Linked DNA regions of Mus musculus: regions 1, 2 and 4 are each linked to region 3. Evidence: chromatin contacts called from public HiCAR-type and HiChIP or PLAC-seq data. All regions are on one chromosome and are shown on one strand. The core of a region is the stretch at or near the end of the contact, and the rest is flanking DNA. Distances in the headings are between cores, read along the strand shown.

The links. HiCAR-type assays count read pairs that join an accessible place to other places. HiChIP or PLAC-seq counts read pairs in DNA pulled down with a chosen protein or histone mark.
Region 1: an H3K4me3 HiChIP or PLAC-seq map of bone marrow-derived macrophages shows a contact between it and region 3, with 7 times the contacts expected there. The contact joins the promoter of Siglecf here to the promoter of Zfp141 in region 3. A contact is called at or near these places in 3 of 39 promoter capture datasets (cranial neural crest, liver and neutrophils) and 3 of 115 datasets of contacts at active chromatin or transcription factors (bone marrow-derived macrophages and embryonic stem cells).
Region 2: a contact with region 3 is called in an H3K4me3 HiChIP or PLAC-seq map of stem cell-derived neural progenitor cells, with 4 times the contacts expected there. The contact joins the promoter of Zfp936 here to the promoter of Zfp141 in region 3. A contact is called at or near these places in 2 of 115 datasets of contacts at active chromatin or transcription factors (embryonic stem cells and stem cell-derived neural progenitor cells).
Region 4: a HiCAR-type map of astrocytes shows a contact between it and region 3, with 3 times the contacts expected there. The contact joins the promoter of Zfp715 here to the promoter of Zfp141 in region 3. A contact is called at or near these places in 1 of 39 promoter capture datasets (the C10 cell line), 2 of 115 datasets of contacts at active chromatin or transcription factors (astrocytes and stem cell-derived neural progenitor cells) and 1 of 9 other capture datasets (adipose tissue).

The regions. Positions count from the first base shown.
Region 1 is chr7:43,346,491-43,353,768 of GRCm38.p6, forward strand. It overlaps Siglecf (sialic acid binding Ig-like lectin F), which reads left to right and starts at 4,851. Exons shown (of 10, transcript NM_145581.2): 1 at 4,851-4,930; 2 at 5,034-5,094; 3 at 5,157-5,519; 4 at 5,678-5,956; 5 at 6,132-6,179. The coding sequence starts at 5,058.
Region 2 is chr7:43,172,997-43,180,287 of GRCm38.p6, forward strand. It overlaps Zfp936 (zinc finger protein 936), which reads left to right and starts at 4,594. Exons shown (of 4, transcript NM_001034893.2): 1 at 4,594-4,707. The coding sequence starts at 4,705.
Region 3 is chr7:42,502,976-42,510,133 of GRCm38.p6, forward strand. Zfp141 (zinc finger protein 141) reads right to left here and starts at 2,778. Exons shown (of 7, transcript NM_001309388.1): 1 at 2,635-2,778. It overlaps Gm35353 (a long non-coding RNA gene), which reads left to right and starts at 2,852. Exons shown (of 3, transcript XR_391403.4): 1 at 2,852-3,818; 2 at 4,619-4,722; 3 at 5,813-7,158.
Region 4 is chr7:43,307,884-43,315,714 of GRCm38.p6, forward strand. It overlaps Zfp715 (zinc finger protein 715), which reads right to left and starts at 5,417. Exons shown (of 5, transcript NM_027264.4): 1 at 5,221-5,417; 2 at 3,148-3,302. The coding sequence starts at 3,282.

The DNA.
Region 1 (7,278 bases), core at 3,601-6,100, 850 kb after region 3:
TGTTTTTGTTTCTATTTTTGTTTTTGTAAGAGTGGTTTTTTTTTTTTTTTTTTTTTTTTTAGGAGAAAGGGGGAAGTCTGGGCTAGGGTAAGTTCTCATTGGACAGGTTAGCCAGAGTAGCCAAATAATGAATTTTGATTGCTGGACCTTTGTATCTAGTCTCAGGAATGAGTCAGTGGCTAAATAAGGGAATGGGCCTTGGGAACTAGCTTTAGGAATGCAAGGGCAAAACCTGTCAGTGCCATGTGTTTGCAAAGCTGGGACCTGTTAGAGAGCCCTTCAACCTGCCTAAGGGTGGCGCTGCCCACAGTGAGGTAGGCCCTCCTCCATTAGTTAACAATCAGAAATGACACCCTCCCCCAACACATACCCCTTGGCCAATCTGATGGAAGCAATTCTCAACTGGGGTTTGTTCTCTGTCTCTGTCTCTCCCCTCTCCCTCTCAGAGAATCACCATTTCTACAGGTGTGTCAAGATGATAATCAAGATTAGCCATCACACTGGGATCCAGCCCTCTGCATCCTTGTCCTCTACCTTTTCATCCTCTGTAAGGTGCTCCAGATCATGTCTGTGCCATATACTTTGCAGTTAATACTCAGGAAGTCAGGCAAGAGGCTTGTAGCTTCTAGGCCAGCTGAGGCTACACAGTGAGGTCTTGTCTCTAAAACAACACTCTAGGTTCCCATTGATGGATCTGGGTGGGAGCTCAGACTCTGAATAAATCTTTATGCTCAATCAGCAGCCTTCCTGAGAGTGTTGAGCCAAATCTCCACCTCAGAGATGTTGCAGATATCAAAGACTCCATAGATGTCTCCGTCGCCAAATGATCATAGAAGTCAGGGATGATACTAGGGTGGTCTCTCTGAGTGACTTAAAGAATGAAGTTGTCAGAGACTACCTTGGTCAGCCCCGCAAGTGAGTCACCATCACTCTGGTTCCTCCATGAATGAGGAGCTTCTGACACACTCAAGAAGAGATGAAGAGTACACATCCATATCTGGAGGCAAAGGACCGTTCCACATGGTACGGAATTTGGATATTCTCCAGCTTTAGACCCAAAAGTGGAGAAAAACCACACATCAAAGAAGAGCCGCAGAGAACGCCCCAAACCCTCCACCACTCAGAGTCAGGAAGATAAGGCAGCAGAAGCAAAAGCCCTGGGAGCAGAGCCACTAAGCAGAGCTACTGATGAGGATGGTGCCGAGCTAGGGCCTTTGGTCACAGGTGATTGATAAATTATTTCTCCTCCAGTGAAATGAGCCAATTCAAGCCAGATTAGATTATATTAAATGCAGATTTATTGGGAAGCTGCTCTTGAGTGAGTTCACTGGCCCCAAGGACTGAGGGCAGGGAAGACACTACGGAGAGGGGAGCAGGAAAGGGGAAAAGAAAGGGCATATTCATGGTCACAGAGAGAAGGAGGAGGAGGAGGGGAAGGAGGGGGAGGAGGAGGAGAAGGGGAAGGACGGGGAGGAGGAGGAGGAGAGAGGGGAGAGGGGGAGGAGGAGGGAGGAGGAGGAGGGAGGGAGGGGGAGGGGGAGGAGGAGGGAGGGAGAGGGGGAGGAGAAAGAAGAGGAGGAGGGGGGAAGGAGGAGAAAAAAGAGGAGGAGGAGGAGAAAGAAGAGGAGGAGGAGGAGGAGGAAGAGGAGGGGGAGGAAGAAGAGGAGGAGGAGGAGAGACCAAAATGTCCAGATTCTATAGGGCGGAGCCTCTGAGATATGAGCAGCCCAGCCTGGGGCTGGAAAGTTCAGGATTGAGGGCAGGGTGTGCCAAGTAGGGACTGAGGGATGCTGGGAGAACCTGGAGGCCAGATCTGTTTTGATGTGTAAATTATGCACCCCAGTCCCTTGTCCTGGGGTCCAAAACCAAACAGTGATGAGAAGTGAAAGAGGAGAGTGAATGTTTCAGATGCTGACAGGTGCAGGAGGTGCTGGTGGGCTTGGGGTAGGGGATGATGCTGGGATTCAAGTGAGCCGACCAAGCTGATCTTGACACCAGCAGGTCTGGGGAGAAAATCTTGTGGGATGGCTGAGCATTGGAGAAAGATGGTTCAGAGATTAAGAGCACTTGCTACTCTTGAACAGGTCCTGAGTTCAGTTCCCAGTACCAAGACCAAGTGACTTACAACTGCCTATAACTCCAGTTCTGGGAAATCTGGTGTCCTTTACTGGCCTCTACAAGTACCAGACACGTATGGTACACATAAACGCATGCCCACCCACATACAGACTTAAATAAAAATATTTTTTCCTTAAAAGCAAATATCTGAGTATAGGTTGTAGACAACAGAAACCATTTGAAAAATATATTAAAGTAATAAAAATCAGATTGAGCAGAAATGGCTTCAAATTCTCAAGTAGCATCAAGTTATGATGGGATCATGATCGTGCCAGCATTCAAAGCCTTCATGGCAGTGGCTAAGATGATAAATACAACGGCCGGTTGTTATTTTGAAACCACTGATGCCCACAGTCCATCCTTGCTTGGTGAGAAAGGACCAGGGATCTGTTTGTTTTAGAGGGATCTTGGGTACATTTCTCCAGCTACTAGTCAGGACATAGTGGGGTAACTGGCAGACTTCTGGTCTAGAGAAGATGGCATTGACTCACCACCTCCTCCTTTCTTTAAGTAAGAATGCCTCAGAAAGAATGCAAGAGGCAGAATAAAACAGGCTGAAGGATGTGTTGAAAAGGCCAGCTGTTTTGGGATTTGAGATTAAGGGACAAGATAGAAGAGGGGCATCTGCATCCCTGTCACACACACCCTTTACCAGGAGAAGAGTCTTCAAAACCTATCTGAGACCCTCACTGTACAAGGCAGTGATGTGAGGTCATGGGCTCACCCATCTCCTGCGTGGAACAGGAGCCCTCCCAACAGCATCATGCTACTGCTTCATCTTTCCCTGACCTTCGAACCAGTTTCTTTAAGCTTCAAGCAGAGACCGAAGACCAGACATTCAACACCAGACTGAGGCTGCTGAGACATCAGCCTGTGAACTAGCAAGCTTGGTCTCTAATGTGAGGCAACCATTATTTAGACTACCCACATAGTATCAGATTCAAACAGTCCTGTTCCTTTAGAGAACCCCAATACATACATACACACACACATGCAAACACATGTATGCACATGCACACAAACAAACACACGTGTGTGCGCGAACACACACACACACACACACACACACACAGCAGCTTCAACGTGTTTATTTTTCCTCAGTACTGAGTCTGGAAGCTCTAGGTCAACCTCTTTACAACAGAGAGTCCTCTGACACCTCTTTCTTTGGCCTGCAGAGGGAGTGTACTGGCTAGTTTTGTGTCAACTTGACGCAGCTGGAGTTATCACAGAGAAAGGAGCTTCAGTTGAGGAAATGCCTCCATGAGATCCAACTGTAAGGCATTTCCTCAATTAGTGGTCAAGGGGGAAGGGCCCCTTGTGGGTGGTGCCATTTCTGGGCTGGTAGTCTTGATTCTATAAGAGAGCAGGCTGAGCAAGCCAGGGGAAGCAAGCCAGTAAGGAACATCCCTCCATGGCCTACTCATCAGCTCCTGCTTTCTGACCTGCTTGAGTTCCAGCCCTGACTTCCTTGGTGATGAACAGCAGTATGGAAGTGTATGCCAAATAAACTCTTTCCTTCCCAACTTGCTTCTTGGGCATGATGTTTGTGCGGGAATAGAAACCCTGACTAAGACAGGGAGTCTTCGCCCCATGTCTTCCTGTGGATGCCCTGTGTAAGTCTGTGTCTCTGGTGGTTAACCTCTATTGGAAACTTGAGGTCCAGACTCGCCTGGGACATGGGCCCTCAGCATGCCTTGGGTGATTATCATGATTAGATTAACTGAAGTGAGGAAACCCACCCACTTCTGGTTTCATAGGTTAGGATCCTAGACTATACAGTGACCTGAGAATAGTCCGTCACTTCTCACTCTGCTTCCTGACTGAAGGTGAAGTATGGCCAACCACTGTACACTCCTGTAGCCATGCCTTCACCATCACAATGGATTGCAACCTCCAACTCTGAGCCAACAGAAACTATTTTTGTTTTTAAGTTGCTTTTATCTGGATATTCTATAACAGCAACAGAAAAGTTATTTAGGCAATTAGAGTTCCAGTCTCCTCCTCTTCTTTATACATTAAACAACTATTGAATTTTGAATTCCCCCCCCCCCTCTCTCTCTGCCCACCACGGTTTGAGTGTGCCACCAAGCAGTAGTAGGGGGTCAAAGGGCAACTTTTGAGAGTTAGTTCATTCTTTCCACAATGTGAGTGGCTGGCCAATGTCTTTACCTGCTGAGCCATGTCCCTGATCATCAACCTTTTCCTTTTTTAAAAAAATTATTTATTCATTCATTTTACATCCCAATATCAGCCCCGCTCTCCTCCCAGTACCCACTGTACCCACTCACACAGACTCTTCCCCCATCCTCCCTTCTCCTCTGAGAAAGGAGAGACCTCTGGGTATCATACCACACCCCTACCACCACTATCCTCCGCCCCCCAGCACCTCACACACACACAGTGCATCAAGTCACTGCAGGACTGGGTGCATCCTCTTCCACTGAGGCCAGACTAGGAGGCCCAGTTATGAAAATGGATCCACACGCAGGCAACAGACTCAGGGAGGGTTCCAGTTGTTGGGGAACCCACATGAAGATCAAGCTGCAGATCTGCTACATATGGGGTAGGGGACCTAGGTCCAGTCTGTGTTCCCTCTGTGCATTAACCTCTTTCTTAATACAAACAAATGAGAAACAAATGCTACAGTTCAGGAGTGGAGGGTGGGTCTTCCTCATCGACTTTGCCTCCCATGATGATACACATGAAAAGTGGAAGTGTTTACTTTCCAGGGCCTTGATAGTGCTGATAACCTGTGGGTGGAAAGTTCCCTCTCTGTGGTCAGTCACTCTGTCTCTCTTCATTCCTGGACTAGGTTAGTAGGACGACTTCTCAGTCCTGTGACATTGAAGCCTGTGACCCTCACCCCAGGGATCCACTTCAAACTGATCAAGTTTTCTTTCTCTGGCCACCCACAGGAACCTAGAGCCTTTCACTGTGTGATGCGGTGGGCATGGCTGCTGCCCCTGCTGTGGGCAGGTGAGTGGGAACAGGGACCGGGCTAGTGGGACAGGACCAAGATAACCCTCATTTCTTTGCAGGGTGCCTGGCTACGGACGGTTATTCGCTCTCAGTGACTGGTTCAGTGACAGTGCAGGAGGGCCTGTGCGTCTTTGTAGCCTGCCAAGTCCAGTACCCCAATTCCAAAGGTCCTGTCTTTGGCTACTGGTTCCGGGAGGGGGCCAATATATTCAGCGGCTCTCCAGTGGCTACAAATGACCCACAGCGATCAGTACTGAAGGAAGCTCAAGGTCGATTCTATCTCATGGGGAAGGAAAATAGTCATAATTGCTCCCTGGACATCAGAGATGCACAGAAAATCGACACAGGGACGTACTTCTTCAGATTGGATGGTTCTGTGAAATACAGTTTTCAGAAGTCAATGCTCTCTGTGCTTGTGATAGGTAAGTGAAGAGGGGATATGTGGAGGTCCTTGTTCTAAAAGCCTTTGGGTGCCCTGGAGACCGCATAATGAGGTTGGTTGGGAGAGAAGCCTGGCTTGAAATAGGGTCATACATAGTGATCCCCAGCACATCTTGTGTCTCTATTTCTCTCTGTCCAGCTCTGACTGAGGTCCCTAACATCCAAGTCACATCTACCCTGGTGTCTGGCAATTCTACCAAACTGCTCTGTTCTGTGCCCTGGGCCTGTGAGCAGGGGACACCCCCCATCTTTTCCTGGATGTCATCTGCCCTCACTTCCCTGGGCCACAGGACCACCCTCTCCTCAGAGCTGAACCTCACACCCAGGCCTCAGGACAATGGCACCAACCTCACCTGCCAGGTGAACTTACCTGGCACTGGTGTTACTGTGGAGAGGACTCAACAGCTCAGTGTCATCTGTGAGTGTCCAGACCTGGGTCTCTGGGGAGGGGAGATTAGGGGTGTGGGATGGAGGGGTTAGAACTGGGTGATGGTTCCTGAATGCTAAGACTGTGGGAGGAGAAAAGACCAATGGGGTGGAATACCTGCAGCCATCTTTCCTCTGAAAGCAAACAACCATATGTGTCTATGCAGATGCTCCACAGAAGATGACCATCAGGGTGTCCTGGGGAGATGACACAGGTAGAGTCAAATTTCTCCTCCCTGGGATGGGTACAGGGACTGCCTCTGCAGGAGATGAGCAGGTATTCTGGACCTCAGGCAGGAGGAAGCTCAGGATTCCCCCACCCCTTACTCATATACTGCAGTCTCCCCATTATATCAGTTATCAGGGTTCCAATATATGGATTGTAGTGAAATATAATTCTGCCGATATAAAAATTTAATAATAATAGTTCTTGATATCTAATGACTCCTGTCTTGGTTGACCATACACAGATATCCTTGCATGCACATTTAAACACCCATATACATGCACACACATACACATACACACACACACACACACACACACACACACACACACACACACATACACACACACACATCTTCTTCACACACCACTTTGCAATTTTATCATTTTTAGTTCATTCTTTAATTTTTACTTATTTATACAGGATGGAATTATACCACTGAGCTAAACCCTAGACACTTTTTAAAAAGAGGTTCCTAAAGAAATTAACTCCCCTCAAAAGCCAGGCCCCAAACTGAACTCAAAGTTACAGGAAGCCAGCTCTCTGGAGATTACGGAAGCAAAGCAACTGATCTCAACCCCAGACACCCAGTGGGTGCAAAAAGAGACAAGGACCTCCCCAGTTTCAAAACAGCTTGGCTAAGGAAAGCAGCTAACTTCCTTATTCGGCTCCTCTTTCCTGTCCTTAGCCACAAAACCCCCAGCTTGAAGTATATAACCTGCACCCTACTGAACTCTGGTCATTGTGTTTCTGAGTCCGTTCCCTGATCACTGAGTCCCGTTCCCTGATCACTGTGTAGCCCAAAGAAACCCTCTGGGATTAAATAAAGCCTGCCCTAGGTGTTTGAGGTTGTCTAGAGTCTCAGCTCTTGTGCCTTCCTATAAACCTAATTCTTACTTATGCTTGTAGTTCCTCCACAATCAAACTCACACCGCCACAATACATGTGTCGGTCAATGGCAAGGGACTGAATTAATTTTTCCCTCCTTAAACTTAGTTTTCTTGGAGATTTCCTCCTTCACACATATGACTGACACCATGGTTTTCTAGTGCTATGGTAATGCATTTACCCACTCATCTCTTGACAGA
Region 2 (7,291 bases), core at 3,344-5,843, 670 kb after region 3:
CTCAGGACCTTTGGAAGAGCAGTTGGTGCTCTTAACCACTGAGCCATCTCTCCAGCCCTTTATATTCTTCATTTGAGTGCAGGCCTGTGTATATTTATGATTCCTGGTTTCCTTGGTGATCTGTGGGTGCAAGGACCTTTGTGACTCAACATCGTGTTCTTCATTAAAGAGTGAAGCTCTTTTGCAAGTGGGAGAAGTAGCTGAAGGGTGCATGTGTGGTTGCCTCAATCCCACTTGGGAGGGAAATGAAAGCAATCAAGGTGGGGGAAGGGGCAGAGGGAGTGGGGACAGGAAGGGGAAGTAGGGAACATGATCAGGTTTTGAGGGAGGGGAAACAGGACTTAAGTACTGCCAGGGACTCCGGTGGAGTCAGCTTGACAGATGAAAGTCTGAAAGCTTTCTCATGAGGAAAAAGTTTCAAGGAAACTTACTCCTGGATCTTTGGCTATTTCCCTAACCCATAAAATTAATTTTCCAAACCCACATTAGTCTAGTGTATAGATCCACGTGCACTCTATATAGTATTACCTTATAGTAAATGCCTTTTAAGATTGTATTCTAACATAGCTAAAGCCTTTTTCCAGTGTTCTTAGATTCCAGATAGCAGCAAGGAGCTTAACCCATTCAGTAAACAATTAAGCACTTGCCATTTTACTCAGCTGTTTACAGATAGAGACTAAAAGTCTCACTGAGATAGAAATCTTTTACTACAGGCTACTTCCATGTCAAGTATAAGTTGATATACTACCCTGATAAGGGGAAACTCTCCAGACAAGATAAGTTTTACTAGACCTAAGAATTTAGAGCTCTGTGATAGCGCATTACTCTTAAGGCCTGTCAAGAGTTAACAACCCCCTGATGCTTTTAACCTTAAAGTGTGAAATTCTTGCCTGGCATTAGGCTGATCCTAGGCAGGGCTTGTTATCCCTAATGTAAACATTTAATTAGTCCCTGTAAATTCCTTTCTGCTGTAACTGGTGAATTTCAGTGTATCTTGTCTTTTTGTGATTTGTATCCTCTGATAATTCGTTGTTATATAAGTCTGAAGCTCAACCAGAACAATACATTCAGATTCAACACATCTTTCGTGTATCTGTCTGTCATTTTCATCCAAACTCTTTGTCCACCTGCCTAAGAAATCCCGTTCTTCACAGACCAGGGACCCAGAGAGTCTGTGGCAAAGTACTTTGGGCCACTAGATGGTGCTGGTCTAACTGGTAGTCTGTATGTGGAAAAATGATTATAAATCCATACTTATCACATTGCACAAAGCATAAGTCCAAGTAGATCAATGACCTCAATATAAAACCAGATACAATGAATCAAATAGTTGAGAAAGTGAGAAAGAGCCTAATATTCATTACTACAGCGGGAAATTTCATAAAAATAATTCCAATGACTCATGCTCTAAGATCTAGAACTGATAAATGGTACCATATGAAACTGGAAAGCTTCTGTAAGGCAAGGATATAGTCAACAGGACAAAGCAGCAACCTACAGATTGAGAAAAAATCTTCACCCACATCTACTAGAAGGCTAATATCCAAAATATATAAAGAATTCAAGAAGCTAACCACCAAAAACCTGAACAAACCAATCAAAATATGAGCTATAGAACTAAACAGAGAATTCACAACAGAGTGAGGTAACTCAGGTCCAAAAGGTATTACTCACTAATCAGTAGATATTAACCAAAATAGACAATACACAAGCACAACACACTAGACTCATGAAGGGTCACAGCATAAGGACCCAAGTGATGTTGCCTTAAACCCACTAGGGTGGGAGAAGAAAGCGATTATGGGGATAAGGGTAAGGGAATGACCTGGTTGGGAGAGGGCACAGTGAGGGGAAGTAGGGAAATTATCAGGTATTGGGTTTGGGGAACAGGACTGAAGCCCTGAGGGCCAGCAAAAAGAATGGAAACAGCTAACCTCTGGAGGTAGGGGGACACTCTAGAATGTACTGGTGACATGGAAGTTGAAAGACTCTCAGGATTCAAAGGGAGGGATCTTGGATGAAGTGATCTAGAGTGGGCAGTGGAACTTGTAGAGTCCACTTCCAGTGGAGGGACATGACATCAAGTGGACGGATGGGGTTTCGATCCCAGAGTCAATAGTTCTGACCAAGAATTGTTCCTGTCTGATGAAACTGCAGGGACAAAATGGAGAAGAGCATGAGAGAAAGTACATCTAGTGACAGTCCCAAATTGGGATCCAGATAAAGGGGGTCCAGGGTCCTGACATTGTCAATGGTGCTCTGATGTGCGTGCAGACAGGAACCTAGCATGGTTGCCCTCTGAGAAGCCCAACAAGCAGCTGAAAGAATCAGATGCAGATACTAGCACCCAGACAATGGACAGAAGCCCGGGACCCCTATGGTTGAATTAGGGGAAAGCTGGAAAAATCCGAGGAGGAGGGTGGCCCCAGGGAAAGACCAGCAGTCTCAAGTGACCTGAAACCTGAGATCTCTCTAGACACTGAGCCACCAAGCAGGCAGCATACAACCAGGCAGCTGTTATGAAGCCCTTGACATATAAAGCAGAGGACTGCGTGGTTGGGGCCTTAGTGAGAGAAGATGCACCTTACCATGAAAAGCCTTTAGGCCGCAGAGATTGAGGAAGCCTGGTGGTGCTGAGTGGTGGGGTGGGGACATCCTCTTGGAGATAGAGGTGGGGGTAGAAGGTATGGTATAAGGAACGGTCATGGGGCAGACAGGGAGGAGGATGAAGTATGGACTGTAAAAAACAATTAATGAATAAAAGTAAATAAGTTTTAAAATTAAACAAAAAGCATTGCTTTGGAAATGACTCCCAGGTTCTCCTTGCCTGCAAATGGAACGAAATCTGTCTTAGCTCTTCTATCTTGCCTCTTGTGATGGTTATTCTTGGTAGTCAAATACATGGAATTAACTAAAATGGTGACAGTTCAAGTACTGTGAAGGATTTTTCATAATTTTATCATTTTAAGTTGTAAACCCTTTTTAAAATCTGGATCTTTTGAAGTGATAAGAGATATCTTTAATCTAGGCCACAGCTTCTAGTGGCAGACTACATTTATAAAGGTCATTGAAGGTGGTAGTTCGTTCTCCTTGTCTTCATGTCTTACCTCTGACTAGCAAGCTCAGTTTTTGGAAAACTGGTTTACTTTTTCCTAATTGTGATGTAGACTGAAGACCAGCAGTGTCATCCAGCCACATGGACTGAACCACTACTATATTCTTCATCTGTCCATTTGCAGACAGCCATTGTTGGACTGGTTGGACCACAGCTTACAAGCCATTCCAATAACTCCACTTTCTACATATACAGAGAAATTCATTCTATCAGTTTTGTCCATTAGGATACCTTTATTAATACAGCTGTCGCTTTTTTCCTCTTCCCACTAAGGAAGATGTGCTGGCTAGCAATAGTGTTGTGTAGAGTTTCTCATATCTTTCCTGCTTTTCTCCTGGGGCTGTGTAAAGTCTGATGCCTACCAGGTGAAACATAGCTGCAGTTTACCTGACCTGACCTGACCATGAAACCACAGAACAAAAATCTTAATGTTTCCTAAAAAATCCTTTGAATTGTTCATTTTCTGGGTGCCCTTTCCCTATGGGCTGGATTGTTTATTTCACTGCAAGTTAAATAATGGGCCCTGCAAGCTATCTTCCTTGATTACAGCAGGGAGAAGGGGAAGTGCTAGAAGCAAGGATAGGGGGTTAGAGGGCAATCACAAGTGCTACAGAAATGCAAATCTGTCCAGATCTGGAAAATGTCTAGCTCTGGAATGGAAGCCTGGTACAACAACTGAAGAACTATAGTTTTAGCCTGGCTAATGTACATCAAAGCTGTTTGCAGAAGCCTTTCCCATCCCCCTGCTCCTTGCCCTTTCCCTGCTAATATAAACAAGCCTTTCCCTGCCAGTGTAAAGCAGCTCAAGACTGCCTGGCTCCTTCCCCATCTGAGGGGACTGACTAATGGTCAAAATGACCACAACTGCCATAGCAAGACTAGCTGTTCTCAAAATTAGCCATAACAATAATAACGGTCCCTGGGACCCTGGCCTAAGTTTGAATTCTAAGATAAACCGACCTTGCTGACAAAGTTTCTGACACATCACTAGCTGACCACCAAAAGTAATAAACATCACTGTTACTTTGCTTGCCAACAATGATAAAGTTGTGTAACACCCCCTCCCCCAAAAACAGAGTAAAAAAAAAAAAAAAAAAAAAAAAAAACTGTACTGTAAGCAATCAGGGTTGATTCTCCCTGGGAGGCTGAGCAACCCTATGCATATCAGAATAAAAACCTCTTGCCATGCAGCGATCAATTGTCAAGCTGTGTCTCTGGGGGTCGCGTTCTCAACATTTGGGCCCCTGGGGTCCTAGCACAACCCCTTTGCTTTATCCCATCAGTGCACTCTCACCCTACTCATCTGGAAAATGGTCGGCCCTGGGCAAGCAGCATGGGCCAGGAATCCCTAAGCTGTGTCCCTTCATCACACACTAACATTAAGGGAGGTGCTTATGTCACTCGAAACTTGCTGGCCAATCACGGCCTCCACTCTGTCCTGCCAGTCAGAAGTGGAGGCGGGTGCTTCCGGGCGCCATGTTGCTGGTTCAATGCTGTAGCTGAGGAGGCTGGTGTGGTTTGTGTGTCCTGCTCTGTGTGCTACTGCTGGGTGCTGTGAGGGGAATTCAGGCGAGCTCTGAACCCGCGACATGGTGAGTATATGGCAGCTGCTTCCAATGGGAAGGGGCAGGCGATTGAACAACTGGAGCGACTATGGTGAGTCCTCCCTGGGGCTGAGTGCGCACCGCGAACCTCAGCTACACAGGGCCACGTGTGAGGTTGTTTGTGGTCTTAGCTGCTCTGAAAAACTCTGCTCTGGGGCTTCATCTGCACGAGTATTTGAGCATGGGCTTGTGTGTTGAAACCTTCTTGGCAAGATGGCAAACACAGAAATACCTAGTTCCTCCAGTATCTTCTACAATTTTGCTTGTTTGTTTGGTTGGTTGGTTGGTTTTTTAAGACAGGGTTTCTCTGTGTAGCCCTGGCTGTCCAGCAACTCACTCTGTAGACCAGGCTGGCCTCAAACTCAGAAATCCGCCTGCCTCTGCCTCTCAAGTGCTGGGATTAAAGGCGTGTGCCACCACTGCCAGGTTTTTTTTTTTTTTTAACTTTTTTTTTAATCTCATACAATTTTTACACTTTGTTTTAATATTGTGATGCAAGATATATTTGGAGTTAATATGAGAAAGTTGTAAACGTCACTTCCTGTCCAATATTAAGCTGCCCAGCACTGTTTTAGACTCCTCCGAGTTTATTCCATCATGTAACAGGGTCTGCTGACTTTATACACTGCAGGAAGGAGCATAAAAGACGGTATTCTTCTTAAGAAGCTGACCTGGCATAAGGTATTGCTTGTGCGGGACCTTCCCATCCCAACTTTTGTGCTCTGTACCTTCTGCCTCTCTTCTCCTTTTCATCCTTTGGGATCTTCCACTTAGGACTGTGTCACTGTTTCAGGTCTCTGATGTACTTAAGAAGTACTTCTGAGGTGTCTTTGGTGTGTAAACCTCCCCTCTGCCTAAGTGGCTAGACTTGCAGTCCTCTGTCCCTGTCTAAATTGTTCAAAGTGGAACCTGGAGGCTGAACATAAAAGAGACTAAGGATAATGGCAGCTGTGGAATGCAAGGCCTGTTCTAGGCTGGCTCCTCTGAGCAGTAACCAGTGCTTGACACATGCTATTGTTTGGTGGGTTGTTTTGGTTTTTTTGTCTTTTTGGGGTTTTTTTTTGTTTTTTTTTTTTTTTTTTTTTTTGTTTTTTTTTGTTTTTTCGAGACAGGGTTTCTCTGTGTAGCCTTGGGTGTCCTATAACTCACTCTGTACACCAGGCTGGCCTCGAACTCAGATTTCCGCCTGCCTCTGCCTCCGGAGTGCTGGGATTAAAGGTGTGCATCAACACGAAGGGCGACTCATGCTATTGTTAAAGACATATTTCTTTCTTTCTTTTAAAAAAAATTTTTTTATATGTAAATACACTGTAGCTATCCTCCAGAAGAGGGCATCAGATTTCATTATGGATGGTTGTGACCCACCATGTGGTTGCTGGGATTTGAACTCAGGACGTTTGGAAGAGCAGTAGGTGCTCTTAACCACTCAGCCATCTCGCCAGCCCCAAACTTTTGTTTGTTTATTTTTTTGTTTTTTGTCTTTTGAGACAGGGTTTTTCTGTATAACCCTGCCTATCCTGGAGCTCACTTTGTAGACCAGGCTGGCCTCGAAATCAGAAATCCGCCTGCCTCTGCCTCCCGAGTGCTGGAGCTAAAGGTGTGCGCCACCAAGCCCGGCTTTCCATCAAACTTTTTAAATCCATACCTTAAAGGGCCTTACCACAATAGAGTTTTGAAGTGAACATTTTGCTTCCAGTTCCTAGCTATTATAAATAAGGTTGATATGAACATAGTGGAGCATGTTTCCTTGCGATATGTGGAACATCTTCTGGGTATATACCCTGGAGTGGTATAACTGGGTCTTGAGATAGAACTAGACTCAGTTTTCTGACAAACCACCAGCTTGAGTTCCAGAGTGGTTGTACACGTTTACAACCCTACAAGAGATGGAGGAGTGTTTGCCTTTCTCAATGTCCTTGCCAGCATGTGCTGTTCCTGGAGTTTTCAATTTTAGCCATTCTGATGCATGTAAAGTGGAATCTCAGGGTTGTTTTTTTTTTTTGCATTTACCTGGTTAGCAACAATGTTGAACATTTATTGAATTGATACTAGGTGTATTAGTCAGGGTTCTCTAGAGTCACAGAACTTATGGATAGTCTCTAGATAGTAAAGGAATTTATTGATGACTTACAGTCAGCAGCCCAATTCCCAACAATGGTTCAGTCGCAGCTGTGAATGGAAGTCCAAGGATCTAGCAGTTACTCAGCATCACGCAGCAAGCAGGCGAAGGAGCAAGAGCAAGAGCTAGACTCCCTTCTTCCAATGTCCTTATATTGTCTCCAGCAGAAGGTGTAGCCCAGATTAAAGGTGTGTTCCACCACACCTTTAATCCCAGATGAAAGGCATAGCCCAGATTAAAGGTGTGTTCCTTAAACTCAGAGATTTAATCTTCTGGAATCCATAGCCACTATGGCTCAAGATCTTCAAACCAAGATCCAGATAAGGATCTCCAAGCCTCAAGATAAGGGTCACTGGTGAGCCTTCCAATTCCGGATTGTAGTTCATTCCAAATATTGTCAAGTTGACAACCAGGAATAGCCACTACAATAGGTCATTCGAACTTCCTCTGTTG
Region 3 (7,158 bases), core at 1,528-4,027:
TTAAATTTAAAAGTGGCAGTTTTCCTAACCTGCCTTGCTCCCAACTAATTGAGACAGAGATACACTGATTTAGTCAGTAAGCTTTAATCAGAATAGCTGAGCAAAACTTTTAAGCCTTGATGCTACCTAGCTACTCTACTTCCCAGCCACACACACCGAGTTACTTACATTTAGTCTCTCCTTGGCTCCTTGGTGTAGCTAGGGGTGCACATGGAGAACGCACTTGGTGAAGCCTCCTCATGCCTGACCTCATAGCAACAATCCCCTTCTTCCTCTACCTCATGGCCTTCTTCTCTTGTACCCTCACCTGCCTCATGGTGAACTCCTTCTCCCTGCTCTTCTCCCCCGGGACTCCTGGCTGAGACTGGAAGTCTAATCTTCCTCTCTACTCTGCCCAGTCATTTGCTATTCAGTCCATTTGAGTTAATTGGGGAACATTCTTTACATCACATTGATATAGGCGATTCTTCAAAATTCATGACAATGCCCATGTCTGGGCTTTAAGCAGATCTCAGGGCACAGAAGTCAGCATTTGAATACACAGTGCATGAGGCCAACCCTCAACAAATTTTAATTTAAAATCAAGGGCAATACATGTCAAAGACACATGTCTCTGAGTGGCCTTGTTCTCCTGAGCTAATCTATTTTCATTCACAGACATGAGGCTGGCAAGCAATATGAAATTTGACAAACTTGGGCTCTGCGAGGCTTGAACTAAATGCTGCCTATCTCCTTATAATACACCTGACAAAGAGCATTTGGTGATCTTACAGAGGTCCCAGGTTCAGTACCCACATGGGGCTCACAACTCTAATTCCAGGGTCTCAGATCTCCTCTTCTGGCTTCTCTGGGCATTAGGCACACACTTGGTGCACCTATATACAACCAGTCAAATGTTCATATGTGTAAAATAAAAACAAACCTTGAAAATGAAACACACACCCAAATCTGCTTTTACTAAAAAGCATTATGCGTGTCTTCTACACTTTGGCTCTTACTACTACTCTGCTGACTCCTAGCCTACTTCATGCCCAGCCCAGCCTCCATAATGCAGTCATCCTGCAGCCTCCGAGTGTAGAGTGCTAAGATTACAGGACAGTCGTGTGCCACCACAACCTGCAGCACTACTTTAATACATAATGCTTGATTTCTAAACTTAACCTTAAATCTGTGCCCTAGAGACAGACATAGGGTCACTAGGTCACTTTAACTATTCTTCTACTTAATGTAACCAATGTGTGGAGTCTCACCCTCTGGTTTTCTTTTCTTTTTTTACCAAATGGTGTGTGTGGGAGGGGGGGTTAGGTGGAGAAAGTAGCTCACTGGGGAAACAGTTTTTGTTTTTTTGTTTGTTTGTTTTTAAGGGCTATTCTTTCTATAGAAAGAAAGAAAGAAAGAAAGAAAGAGAGAGAGAGAGAGAGAGAGAGAGAGAGAGAAAGAAAGAAAGAAAGAGGAAAAACTTATAGGGATGTGTTGCCTGTCAGTGTGTGCACCAGGAGGCCAGAGGGGAGCAGTGGGTTCCTAGGAACTGCAGTTCCTGGCAGCTCAAAGCCACAGTGTGAATGTGGATAGTGGGAACCCAACAGTGCTCATCCACATCTCAGTCCCTCCGCTTTCTGCTTTTCACCTCACTGGTCTCTACAGGAGGCTACTGGTTGAGGCTGGCCCTTGCCTGTTTGGAAGCAGAAACCTAGGCTTCTGACCTAAAACCTCTTTAGAGCACACCTTTCTTTTTTTTTTTTTTTTAAAGATTTATTTATTATATGTAAGTACACTGTAGCTGTCTTCAGACACTCCAGAAGAGGGAGTCACTTGTTACAGATGGTTGTGAGCCACCATGTGGTTGCTGGGATTTGAACTCCGGACCTTCGGAAGAGCAGTCGGGTACTCTTACCCACTGAGCCATCTCACCAGCCCCCAGAGCACACCTTTCTGCTCCCAGCCACACATATGAACCCCTATAGTTATGTAAACTGACAACAGAAATTGAAAATTGAATTCGGTTTAGGTTTTTGTTTTTGTTTTTTAATCCCTTTTCTGTTTTCAGCTCCAGCTCCATATAGGAAATTTAACACCGGGAGGAAATGATCAGAACACCTGGTGTCTGGGGTGAAACTAAGGCTTAAATCCTAGGTAGGATGCCTGGGACCACACTAAACAATTTACCCCTATTCCCTGGTTTTCATACAGTTCCTTCTATTCAATAAAAGCAATCTATTGCTAATACTGCTTAGACTGACATAGATACTGCGTCCCCAGTTTGGGCGAAAACATACATAAATTCATTTTCCCTTTTTCTCTTACTCCTTGGAGTTTTTCTCCAGTTACCAGCTACGCAAACACAAAGGGACCAGAAAGCAGCGCGGTCGCCCTCACAAGCACCGCACATTGATCGCAGGCTCGGATCCTGCAGCGCCCATGCACTCACTCCTGCCCAAACTGTGTCCCTGAACACACAACGTTCTCGAACGATGTGGCAAAATCCCACAGCAGAGCATATCGGTAAGTGACAAAACAAAAGCGAAAACCCCGCAAGAGAAGAATGAAAACAGGGCTGATGCCCACCTGCAGCCATCAGGCAACACAAACCGCGGCGGGACAGCTCGGTGTCCTGCCAGCCTGACGGTCACTCACCTCACGCTGCAACTCACAGAGCCCGGCACAAAGCACGTGGGGCACCAAGTCCACCCGCAGACATGCACAACCCCAACTGTCCAGACTCCAAGCACAAGCGGTCCGAGCAGGAAACTACATCTGGATCCAAGAAGTTGTGCGCCCCTAGGTCACTTCCGGTTGTTTTGTAATGGTTATCACGGCTTACACGCCTCCCACTTCGGGGACGGCGCGCATGCGCGCTACCACTGGCAGAGATAAATCTTGCCAATACTTACTATGGCTCATCTAGTGGTTCTTGCTCTTTCAGAAAGTACCATGGCTGCACTCACGCTCCAGTGATAAGGAAGCTACCATCAAAGTGCCTCAGTTCCTTATAACCAGGCAAGACTGGTGGAAGGTGATGTATTGAAAGCCCAAGGCTGTCTCACGTGGCCACGGGAGTTGTTGCCTACCAGTATTTGTATCTACTTCTAGGAGTCTAACATTGTATCCTCATAAAAGTATCTTTTCTAGTGATTTTTAAATTTTTATTAGACTTATTTCATATATTTTGCCTGCATGTATAATCATGCCCCCCGTGCATACCTACTGGCTGTGGAGGTCAGAAGAAATGATAGGAACCCCTGGGATTGGAGCTACAGGTGATTTTGAGTCCTCATCTGGGTGCTGTGAATGGAAGCCAGAACATCTGCAAGAATAACAACTGCTCTTGGCCAATGTCTCTCCTTTTCTTTGCCTTTTCTCTTTATTTTCACCCGACCTTAAAAGGGTTCTCATTTATTTTTTTTTGAGATTGTCTCACTTTGTTGGCTTGACAGGCTTGGAACTGGCCATGGAGATCATTCTGGCTTTGCACTCTCAGACATCTCATGGCCTCTGTCTTCTTCTGAGTCCTAGGATTAAAGTTGTTTACCACCACACCTGACCTTTTCTCATTTTTCAAAGATTGAAAACTAGGAAGGATTATCAGGAAACAGGAAAGGGAAGCCATATGGAAGATTAAAAGTGAAAATATGAGATGAACCATCATGTGCTTCTGGCTGGAGGTATCTCATGATCCCCAGAGAATAGAACTCTCTTCTTGCTGAGAAGTAAACTGAACCACAGCTCATTCACCAGGAAAATGGAGCACTTGCCTCATAGATGGTGATGACTTACTAACGAGAGGCAGAAGCTGAAGCTGCACATGCATAAAATCAGAAGTTAGTGTCTATACATGAGAGAGAACATGTTGTGATTGTCTTCCTAATAATCCTCAATTGCCTCATTCATCTTTTCCAATTTATTCCATCTTTCTATAGGTTTCATTTTTGATTACCTAATAAAATTCCATTAAATTTATAATAGAGTTTAATTATACATCTGTCTGTATTGATGAACATATAGACTGATACCTTTTATTTGCTTTTGTGAAAATAGTAGAAAGAATAGTGGTAAACAAGGATATGTTAATATCTCTTTGCTATGATATGGATTCCCAGTGTGTGTGTGTGTGTGTGTGTGTGTGTGTGTGTGTACATATACATATGATTAGCTAGGCCACAGGATAGATCTAGTTTTAGTAATTTTAGAAACCAACACTAAGGGTGCATACTGAATCCCTGTTCTCCAAAATACATCTAAACAACCAAAGAACAACAACAAAAACCCCAAATGATTTTATTAAGATTACCACAATCGAAGTTCTCCTCCAACAGTGAGTAAGGCCTCCCTCATTCACATTTAAGCAGAACTTGTTGTCCTTTTCTTTCTTTTCTTTTTTTTTTTCCTTTTTTTGGTTTTTCCAGGCAGAATTTCTCTGTATAACTCTGGCTGTCCTGGAACTCACACCATAGACCAAGCTGGCCTCGAACTCAGAAATCTGCCTGCCTCTGCCTCCCAAGTGCTGGGATTAAAGGCGTGCGCCACCATTGCCCAGCAGTTTTGGGTTTTTCATTTTGTTTTTCTGTTGTTGTTTATGTGATTTCTCTTTCACACTCTTTTATTTCTTTTGACCATTAAGCCCTGATTCATCGGGACTACAATCAGGCAGCTCAGGATCTTTCCCATGGGTTGTCAAAGTGCTCCTCTCTGGGAGGAACAGGCTGCAGCTTCAGCTGAACCCAGGTACCCTCTTCTTGTGGTTCTCTATTTTCTGACTATTTCCCTTTACCCTTTTCAGGACACTATCTTGACTATTAGGAATGCTCATTTTCATTTTGCTGGAAGTTAAATGTATGAGATATATTCAGTACTGGAAGTGTAAAATTTATTATGATCCTCTACAGAACCATTTCAAGTACAAAATTTAATTGTAAATAAGTTAATTAAGTGATATATATTTTGATAAATTTGGATGTGTTATTGTTGTGTGCAAGGGTTTTTGGGTTTTTATTTTTATTTTATTCATTATTTTATTTATTACATCCCAGATGTTACCCATCCTCCAGGTCCCCCCTCCTAGAATTCTTTCCCCCTTTCCTTCACCTCTGAGAGGGTCTCCCACCCCCTACCCTGGGCATCCCCTATCTACAGGATAAGACACATCCTCTCCCACTGAAGCTGGACAAGGCAGTCCTTGTTACATTATATGCCAGGGCCAGAAAGTACAGAGTACCCATGATACACCCCACAGACCCTAAGAAATTGAACAAGAAGTTCTTCAATCTCACTTAGAAGGGGAACAAATTAATCATGGGAGGCACAGGGAAGAAGAGTGGTAGATGGGAGAGGAGGGAGGGGGAGGAAAAAAAGGGGGGCAGGATCAGGTATGGGGAGAGACAGGAGAGAAGCAAAGAAGACCAGGAAAATGGTTGGAAATGTGCAGCTGCCTGAGGTGGGTGGCTTGGTTGGGTGGTGTGGGAAACCTCTTGAAAGTCCCAGAGACCTGGGAGGTGGGAGGCTCCCAGGACTCATTGTAGGTGACCTTAGCCAAAATGCCCAACACTGGGGAGATAGAACCTGAAGAGACCATCTCTAGTAAATATACAGGGCCCCAGTGGAGGGTTGGGGTCACCAAACCACTTTCAAAATTTTTGGCCCAGAATTATTCCTGTCTAAAAGAAATGGTGGGACAAAAAATGAAGCAGAGACTTAATGAAAGGCCATTCAGTGACTAACCCGATTTGGGATTTATCCCATGGGAGGGCACCAAACTCTGACACTATTGCTGATGCAAGCTTTTTTTTCTTTTTTCTTTTTTTTTTTCTTTTGACAGAATCTCACTATGTAGACAACACGAACTTTGAATTCACAGAGATCCTTCTCCTCTCAAGTATTGGGATTAAAGGAATGTGTCACACTATGCCCGGCTGCAGACTGTTATTGCTTTATAACAAAGTTGATTTTAAAGGGAATGCTTTATATGCTCAATATACACATTAATTCTTTTTTCAGCCACCTTGTCCTTAGCCAGGTGAAGTGACATATGACTTTAGTCCAAAAACTCACTTGGTAGAAACAGGCAAATATCTGTGAGTGTGTGGCCATTTGGGTCTACATAGTGAGTTTCAGGTTTACCTGGTATATAGAGAGAGACTCTCTGTCAAAAAATAAAACAACAAACAGATACCAAGCTCGCCAATGAGTTGCTCATTTACTACACTGCCAACAGCATGCCGGGTTGCATTGTAGAGCCTCATACTTTTGCCATGGTGACATTTGTGGGGCGTTAGTTTGTGAACAACACCCATTCCTCATGTATCTAAATACCACTTTTCTTATACATTCTCCTATATCTGACCAAAGGGAAGACCCCCGTTCTCTTAGGGGCCTAACACAGAAGGCACTGCTCATCTTCCTTGTTTGTCATTTTAAAGAATTACTGCCAAATGATGGAAACGTTTGTTCCCGTTTTTATTTCTGAGTGTACTCTGGATCTATGATTCACAGTCAGGTGTAGTTAACAATGTTTTCTCTCATTCTGTGTGTTGTCTTTTCACTTGAGTAACCATTTCCTTTGTTTTTACAGAGCTTTTGAATTTTGTGACATCCATTAGCTTATCGTCACTATTATTTCCTGAGGAACAACAAGACCTTCAGGAGTTCCTCACCTCTGTCTGTATCCTGAATAATGTTCCCCTATGTATTCCTCTAAAAGGTTCGACTTGGAAGCTCCTACATTGAGGCTTTTAGATTGAAATACCTAGATTAGGAATGATTTTTGTGCAGGGTGAGAGATAAAGATCGGTTTTCATTCTTATACACGAAAGATCCCCAGTGAAACTTGTGTTAGTGTTTTTGAAAATGGCTTGGAAAACCTAGGCTGGAAGAGGGTGTATGTATGGCCTTCTTCATAGGAGATCATTCATCATTTGCTATCTGCAAACTCAGGTAGCGAAGGCTAGTTGCAACAACCTATACTAAGACCCATGTGTCCACTAAAGATGTTTTCAGAGGTAAGAATGACCTGTGGAATTTCACAGAACAGAAGAGAACAGAAAGTTAGTTCCCAGTGCCATTTTGGGAAGCACACCTGTAACTTGTGGGGGGCACTCTTCTACCTAAAGAATCACCACCAGCCGGGCGGTGGTGGCACTCGCCTTTAATCCCAGCACTTGGGAG
Region 4 (7,831 bases), core at 4,167-6,666, 810 kb after region 3:
CCACTTTTTATTTCATTTTTCATTCAATAAATAGCAGTAATTGGGCCTAGTGAGATGACTCAGTGGGTAAAGGTGCTTGCCTATCAAGCCTGACCCCAAGTTTGGTCACTGGAACCCACATACAGGGAAAAAGAAGAACTAACTCTATAAAGTGTCCTCTGAGCTCCATGCCCACAAAAAAGGCAATCACATAATCATACGACACACACAAGTAATAAGATGCTTTAAATGGAAAACTAGTTAGACATGATGGTACACATCTTTAATTGGGAGGAAGAGGCAGGTGAATCTCTGAGTTGAAGGCTAACCATGGACTATACAGTGAGTTCCAGCCCAGCCAGGGATATACAGTGAGACCTTGTCTCAATGTATATGTAAAACATCTGAATGGTAGCATCCTTGGGGTAGAGTAAACGACAGAAGGTTTTAGAGCAAGGAGATTTCCAGCCCACAATATAAGCCTACCCAGAGATATATGCAAGAAAAAGTGAAATAGCATTTCCACGATACATTCAAATACAGGCACATTAACTCTGATATTTACTTAAACACCTAAATCTAGCCAGGCAGTGGTGGCACACACCTTTAGTCCCAGCACTTGGGAAGGAGACAAGCAGATTTCTGAGTTCAAGGCCAGCTGGTCTACATTGAGAGTTCAGGACAGCCAAAGCTATACCAAGAAACACTGTCTTAAAAAACAGACAAAAAAAAAAAAAAAAGAAAAGAAATAAAAGTTAAAAAAGTGAACACCTAAATCTATGGTGTTTGTCTCTAGGATTTACCTGAATAGCTCCAGTTTAGAGCACAGCAGTGCCCTACCAACGGCAGTCCCAGAGATAAACAAAGAATTTGGCTGGGTAAACATTAGTTTAAAAGTGGGTCTCTGTTTACTGGAAACGATCTTTAATCTTCCCCCTCAAAGGAAAACTACCTTGGCCTCCTGGTCACTTGGGAACAGTCTGCATTAGTTGAAAGACCCCACCCTGCTAACATAAATCCTGCTCTTTTTTTTTTCCTCTTCTCCTCCTGCCCCCAACTACAGTTTGCCCCCCAATAGCCTTTTCTTTCTATGCATGGAGGAGTCTAGTCTGGTGATTTACTGCGCTTTTGCTTATACACCCATCCCCAGGAGCTCCTTCCTGCAAGAGACACAACAAAAATTCAAAGCAGCTGTGATTTGGGGACTAAGGGCCTTGGACACATGAAAGGAAAATAATTCTCAGATGACAGTATAGAGGGCTAGCAGGACAATGCAGAGTGTAGAGCACCAAGGCCAGGAAGTCTACTTAGGGGACAGGGAATGGGATTGGCAGCCAGACCCTGGAGCACACTGCCAGGCTGGCAGCTGGGTCACATGAGTTCAACTGGCTGTGTCACCTGGGCCCCAACTTCTCTTTTTTAGACTGGGGCAAGAGCATCAGCTCAGGAGCCTCCTGTGAGGATTAGGACTGGGCCTGCACACAGGAAGCCAGCCCTGCTGCTTCCGCTGCTGCTAACTCCATCAACAGGACATACAAACACTTGGAGAAAATATTAGCACAATGAAAATCTAACCCGTAACACTACTCTTCAAAAAAAAAACAAAACAGTTGTGCATCAAGCAAAAATGTATGGACCAACAGGCAGCTGGAGTCTCTTTGGACACAGCTGTCAGGAAGAGGGATCTGATAAGAATTGCACACACAGTTAGGTATTGAGATTAGCAATCTGAGAGGCTGAAATCTGACCCTTTCCTTTGAAAGTCTAACTTTAAAGTCTTTCCCTGGAAAACCAGACCGCAGACCAACACAACTGTTCCTCTTTCGGATTTAAAATACCGTTTAAAAAGGTGTCAGTCTCGGAGCTCGTTGAGGCTCATTAAGGCTCATTAAGGGAAAACTACTTCCTGCTGTCTAAAAGAATGAAATCTCAGCTGTTATCTAGTTCAGGGTGGAAATGGGACATTCTGATCTGCTCCAAAGATCTGAACTTTATAAACTATTGTCCCATCGGAGAAGAGTTAATTCAACTCCTGGCTACCATTACTTGGGCAGGGGACAGCCACCAGAAAAGTAGATTCATCTGAAGACATGGTAAATAGTTGGGAGGAATAATTATCACCCTAACAGGCTCCCTCAGAACAGTGCTTGCAGATCTTCACTGTTAAGCTTCAGGCTTTTCTGAGTGCTAATACGGAAACTAACTTTTCCTTCTCTTTCTCGGATGCTGGTTCAAAAGCATACTAAGCATGATTTCTCTGAAATACTGGGCTTCCTCAGTTTCTCTGAAAATGCTACACCCACAGCTGTCCCTTTCTACTGTGGCTCACTGGCCTCATGCCTGTATATAAGGCTTAAGTCTCCTCCATCGCCCTCCTCCCTGCAACTACAGGATTTTCAGGATACCTGCTTTGTTACCCTGTTCTGTTTTCCCTAAAACAGAACATGCAACTTAAAACAGATCCATGAGACTAAGAACTGACAAACGAAAACTCTACCTCCTCAGATGCATCATTTCTTACAGGAATGGGCACAGCAGGAAAGCTTTAAGAACTGGGGATTGGATCTAGAGAGATGGCTCAGTGGTTAAGAGCACTGACTGCTCTTTCAGAGGTCCTGAGTTCAATTCCCAGCAACCACAGGGCGGCTCACAACCATCTGTAATGGGATCATGCCTTCTTCTGGTGTGTCTGGAAACAGCTACAGAGTACACACACACACACATAATAAAATCTTTAAAAGAAAAAAGAACTGAGGATGGCAAGATGTAAAAGAGGAACAAACCTAAAAAAAGAGGGCTCAAGAGGAAGAAGAACTTGACATTAAGTAGATGAGACATTATCTATAGTGGTATAGACATGTAACAATCCCACTACTGGAGAGGTTGAGGCAAAAAAAAAAAAAAAAAAAAAAAAAAAAAAAAAAGAAAGGAAAGAAAAAGAAAAAGTTGAGTTTGATAGCAGCCTGGGCTATATGAAAGAATTCCAGGCCAGCCTCACATTAAGACCCTGTATCAAAGAAAGAGAGGGCAAGGGGGTGAGGGGTAATTACTTAGTGTGTGCTATATATAGTCCCTTCCTAACGAGATTAAGATGGTCTCAGAAGTCTGCAGCTTCCTGCGTCTGCCCTGAAGACCCGAAGAACCAATCATGAAGTCACTCCTGCTTACCTCACAGGACTCAGGCTGCTCCTCTGCACCCAATGGCTGGCTCTTCTGTTGGAAATTTGGATCTGCAGCCATGGCCCCTCTGTCTTCTGTTCTTGACGTTTTCTTCGTAGCAAATCCAAATCCCTCAAGAGTCATGGACGTTGAAGAAGGGCTAGCTGTGGCACAGAAGGAAATCCTTAGGCCTGAATGATTGCAGTGGTCTCAGAGACACCGGAAATCACTAAAAGACAACAACCAAACATCTGACCATGAATTGGTGAGGGCCTATATGGAAGAACAGGTGTAGGCAGTGTAGAGGATACATAAAAGCCCTGCTCTTGTTATTAGTCTGGGTTCTAAAACAAACAACAAAAGAAAACAAACAAAAAATTAAAAAACCATCCATTAGGAAGGAAGGACACACTGCAGCACTCACATGTTAACTAGTAGAAAACCAATGTGCTAACTAACTTAGTCATTACAAAATGAGTACATAGGTGCTTATTGTAGGGATCCAGAATGCCATGCTAGGGAAGGCTCACTAAGCCCTCAGCACCTGCCTGAAAGGAAGTAAAATACTTACAAAAAATCAGTACGTTGCCAACTTAATTTTGATTGCATTTCAAACAAACTTTTTAGCTACACATATGCATTACTACTCTGCTTGATTTGCTCGTAGGTCACTAAATAGAAGAACAGGGGTACATATTCGAGCTGTTTTCATTCTAAGGAACACCCTGGCCACCATATCTATGCAGTCCCTTCTGTAGTCAGCATCTAAAAACAGCATTCCTGTTTCCTGTTGCACAAAGCGCTCAGGATGACAGCCAATTTTGATTGTAGCGTGAGTTTCTAGACATTTCCCCGTCTACACAGACACATTAAGAAAAACAGGCTTATCCAATCCTCACTCCCCCACTCCATGTCTGTCTGTGTGCCCCCTCCCCCGCTCCCATGTGTAAGTGTGTGTGTGTGTGTGTGTGTGTCTGTATTTGAGACAAGGTCTATTATTTAGCTCTGGCTATCCTGAACTTGCTATGTAGACCAGGCTAGCCTTTAACTTTCACTGCCTGGGCCCCATTAGTGCTGGGATTTAAAGATATGAGCTACTTACTCCTCTCAGACCAATACACAGTTTTTTAAGCACTCCAAATCAACACAAACATTAGGGTACAAATAAAACGGCCCAATATTATTTTGGTCAACTGCCAACCAGTGATCTTTAACGTCTGTATAGGATCCCAAAGACAGGCAAGCACTGATGCACATAATGTCCAAAGGATTCCCAAGTATGACTCTAATGTGCCCCAAAGAGTGAAAGTGTTTTTAATATTTGGGATCATTCCTTCAATAATGCTGGTCATCCAGAGGTAGGAACGAATTAGTTGGAAAAGGAGACCCAAAAGCAGCCCATAAAACAAGATTCCCTACTTTTACGGACCTTAGAAGAAATCTCTTGAGCTCAGCAGCCTAGATAACTAGGCAGCATGCAAAGCGTGGGACCCCCTCCCTCCCTCCCTCTCTCCCTCCCTCATCCGTGAGAGCCTGAGCACTCGCAGTTCCGACACCTGTGGTCTTGACACTTGCTACTTTGGTCAAGCCGACGGGATTTTCTTCACATAGTGCTAACCGGAATCAAGCCACAGTCACTGGCCACGCCAACACTAACGACCAGAGTCGCCCTCACAAGCATCCCACTCCCGCCCTAGGCTCCATCGCTGCCTCTGCTGACCCCTACGCCAATCACGGCTTGAGTGGGGCACAGGCCACCTCAAAGTCTTCGCCCTTAAGCTCCCGACTCCCACCCGGGGACCCGCTGCGTGCAGCGCCCACTCACTGAGTCCCGCCCCCTAATGGCCTCAGCTGACAACTTTCATGGACGACTGCGTGAAAACCCACAGGAGAGCACATTGGGAAGTGACAAAACACCCAAGATACGGGAAACCCTCGGGAACAGGGTGAAAGCGCACCACGCGACCCCCACCCCATCTGACGAGCCCCGGCAGCCGCCTCAGCCCAGTCCTTCAGCACAAACCAGCGCTCGGCACAGCACTGCGTCCTCCCACCCCCTGCGCCGCCGCCGCCGCCACTCACCTCACACTGCCCGGCCGAGAGCTCTGCACACGGCACGCCTGACGGCGACTTCCGCCCACGGAAGCCGAAGAGTCCCGGATGGAAAAGTTCCAAACCACCTCGCGGACCCGCCAGCGAAGTAACACTCGAATGACTACAACATTTAAGGTTTCACGGCCACTCTATTTCCGGTGTCTTTTAGATTTCCGGCAGGACATGTCCACGCCCAGTAGAATAATGCGCATGCCCACTAACACTTTTGACCCGAGTGTGCCTGCCAGCAGTCAGCATGGCAGACCGGGTGGTTCCAGTTTCCTTGGAAACTGTGGTGGCGGCGTGAGTGAGCTCCGGACGTTGGAGGCCACCATCCAGGAACTTTGATTCCATGTGGGCGGGCAGCTAAATGCAACGCCTTTGAGTGGAAGTCTGAAAGCTGTCTCCCATATGGTGTGACAGGCCTGGCAGGAATATGATAGTCTAAAGAGACATTCTGTGCCCCTTCCTCTACAGACTATTGAGACAATGGAACACAGAAATAGAAATTCCATGATGGGAGAAAGGATGTGCTGAAGCCAGGAGGCAGTCAGAGCAGGGACTTGTCACAGGAAAACAGATTTCACACCGTTCTGACAACTTCCTAGACCACTTTGCAGGACAGACTTCAGTCGGAGACAATGATAGCGAGGGGCCACAAACTAAGATTGCTTGGTAAGACTGCTTAGTTACATACCTCTTGCTTTCTATTTAAACCTAATTCTGCAGGGGAGAAGGGATGATATGATAGAGAGGTAGCTTAACAGGTAAGTGCCCAAACTGCTCTTAAGGGCTCAATTCCAGCACTCACACGTCAGCTCACAACTATCTGTAACTCCTGTTCCAAGCGGACGCTCTCTTCTGACCTCCAAAGACACCGAGCACACTAGTGGTACACAGACACTCGTGCAGATAAAACACCCATACACATAAAATAAAAATTTATATCTTGCCCAGTGGAGATGGTACACGTCTTTAGTCCCAACACTCTGTAGAGAGAGTCAGGCAGACCTCTGAGTTCAAGGCCAGCCTAGTCTATAGAGAAAGTTCCAGGACAGCCAGGAGAAATCCTGCCAAAAAAAAAAAAAAAAGAATTAAATCTTGATCAAGAAGTTGGCTCATACCTTTAATTCCAGTACTCTGGAGGCAGAGGAAGGCAGATCTCTGAGTCTGAGGCCAACCTGGGCTACATAACTGAATATAATCTCATAGCTCCCATTTTGCTATTGTGGAAAGATAAACTAGGCAAGATAGATCTCCATTGTTTTAAAATTGTATTTTCCTAAATTATGCAAGCTTTTGAGAAAGAAAAAAAAAAAAACCTTTAATGGGTTAACAGAAACTTTCGATTTCCAAGACAGAAAGCATCTGGGAATATCTAAAGACTTTTTTTTTAAGGTTTCTTTCTTTATTTTATGTATATGAGTATACTGTAGCTGTATTGATGGTTGTGAGCCACCATGTGGTTGCTGGGAGTTTGATTTTAGGACCTCTGCTCACTCTGGTTGACCTCCAGCTCCGCCCCTGCTCACTCCCACTTAAAGATTTATTTATTATTGTATGTAAGTACACTGTAGCTGTCTTCAGACACACCAAAAGAGGACGTCAGGTCTCATTACGGATGATTGTGAGCCACCATGTGGTTGCTGGAATTTGAACTCAGGACCTTCGGAAAAAGCAGTCAGTGCTCTTAACCGCTGAGCCATCTCTCCAGCCCAAGACTTTATTTATTTTATTTTTTTTAATTTTCTTAGGCTTGGTATAGTAATACTGGGCCTCTTGTTCCTAACCTCAAGGTGGATAAATTAAATACTTCTCCTTTATCTGTTTGTTTCCCTATTTGTCTCTTTAATTGGTCAGATTCCAACTTGGTTGGGCTTTCAGGACCCAGGCTATAACAATTGTCAGTGACTTATCTTTGGCACTCAGGCCTTCTGGTTTGTAGGCAAGCACTTTTACCCACTAGACAAACTCATTACCCACTTACCCACTTTCTCTTTCTTTCTTTGTCCCTCCCTCCTTCCTTTCCTTTCTTTCTTTCTTTCTTTCTTTCTTTCTGTTCCCATTTTCCAGTTTTTTCTTTTCTTTACTTTTTTTTTTTTTAAATGACAGGGCTTCTTTGTATTCTGGGCTGGACTTAAATTCTCCATTTATCTGTGTTGACCTCACAAGTGTTTCCATTACAGTCTTGTGTCACAGTAAGACCCCCTTTCGGGGACCCCTACTCTAGTCTCAGGAGTGAGAGAGCGCACCCAAAGAAACATGAGAATCCCTTCTGCTGTAAACACATGAGGCAGTTTAATGACGGAGCTCCGGACCGACATGCATCTCACACAGGAGATAACGGATGCCGGCCACAAGGCTCGAAAGCTAGGGGTTTTTATGGGATGAGGGGCTTAGGGGTGTGGAATTCAGCATAGCGACACACTATTGGCTTATTCAAACATCAGCAGAAAAATTACATGTACATGCAGATCAGGGAGTCAGAGTTCTGTGAGTTGGATGTTTATCAATGCTAGCAGACTCAGTTCAGATAGCCCTGTTATGTCCTCACATTCCTCTTTATCTTTATGGTCAAGCTGTTCCCAGGAATGTTTTA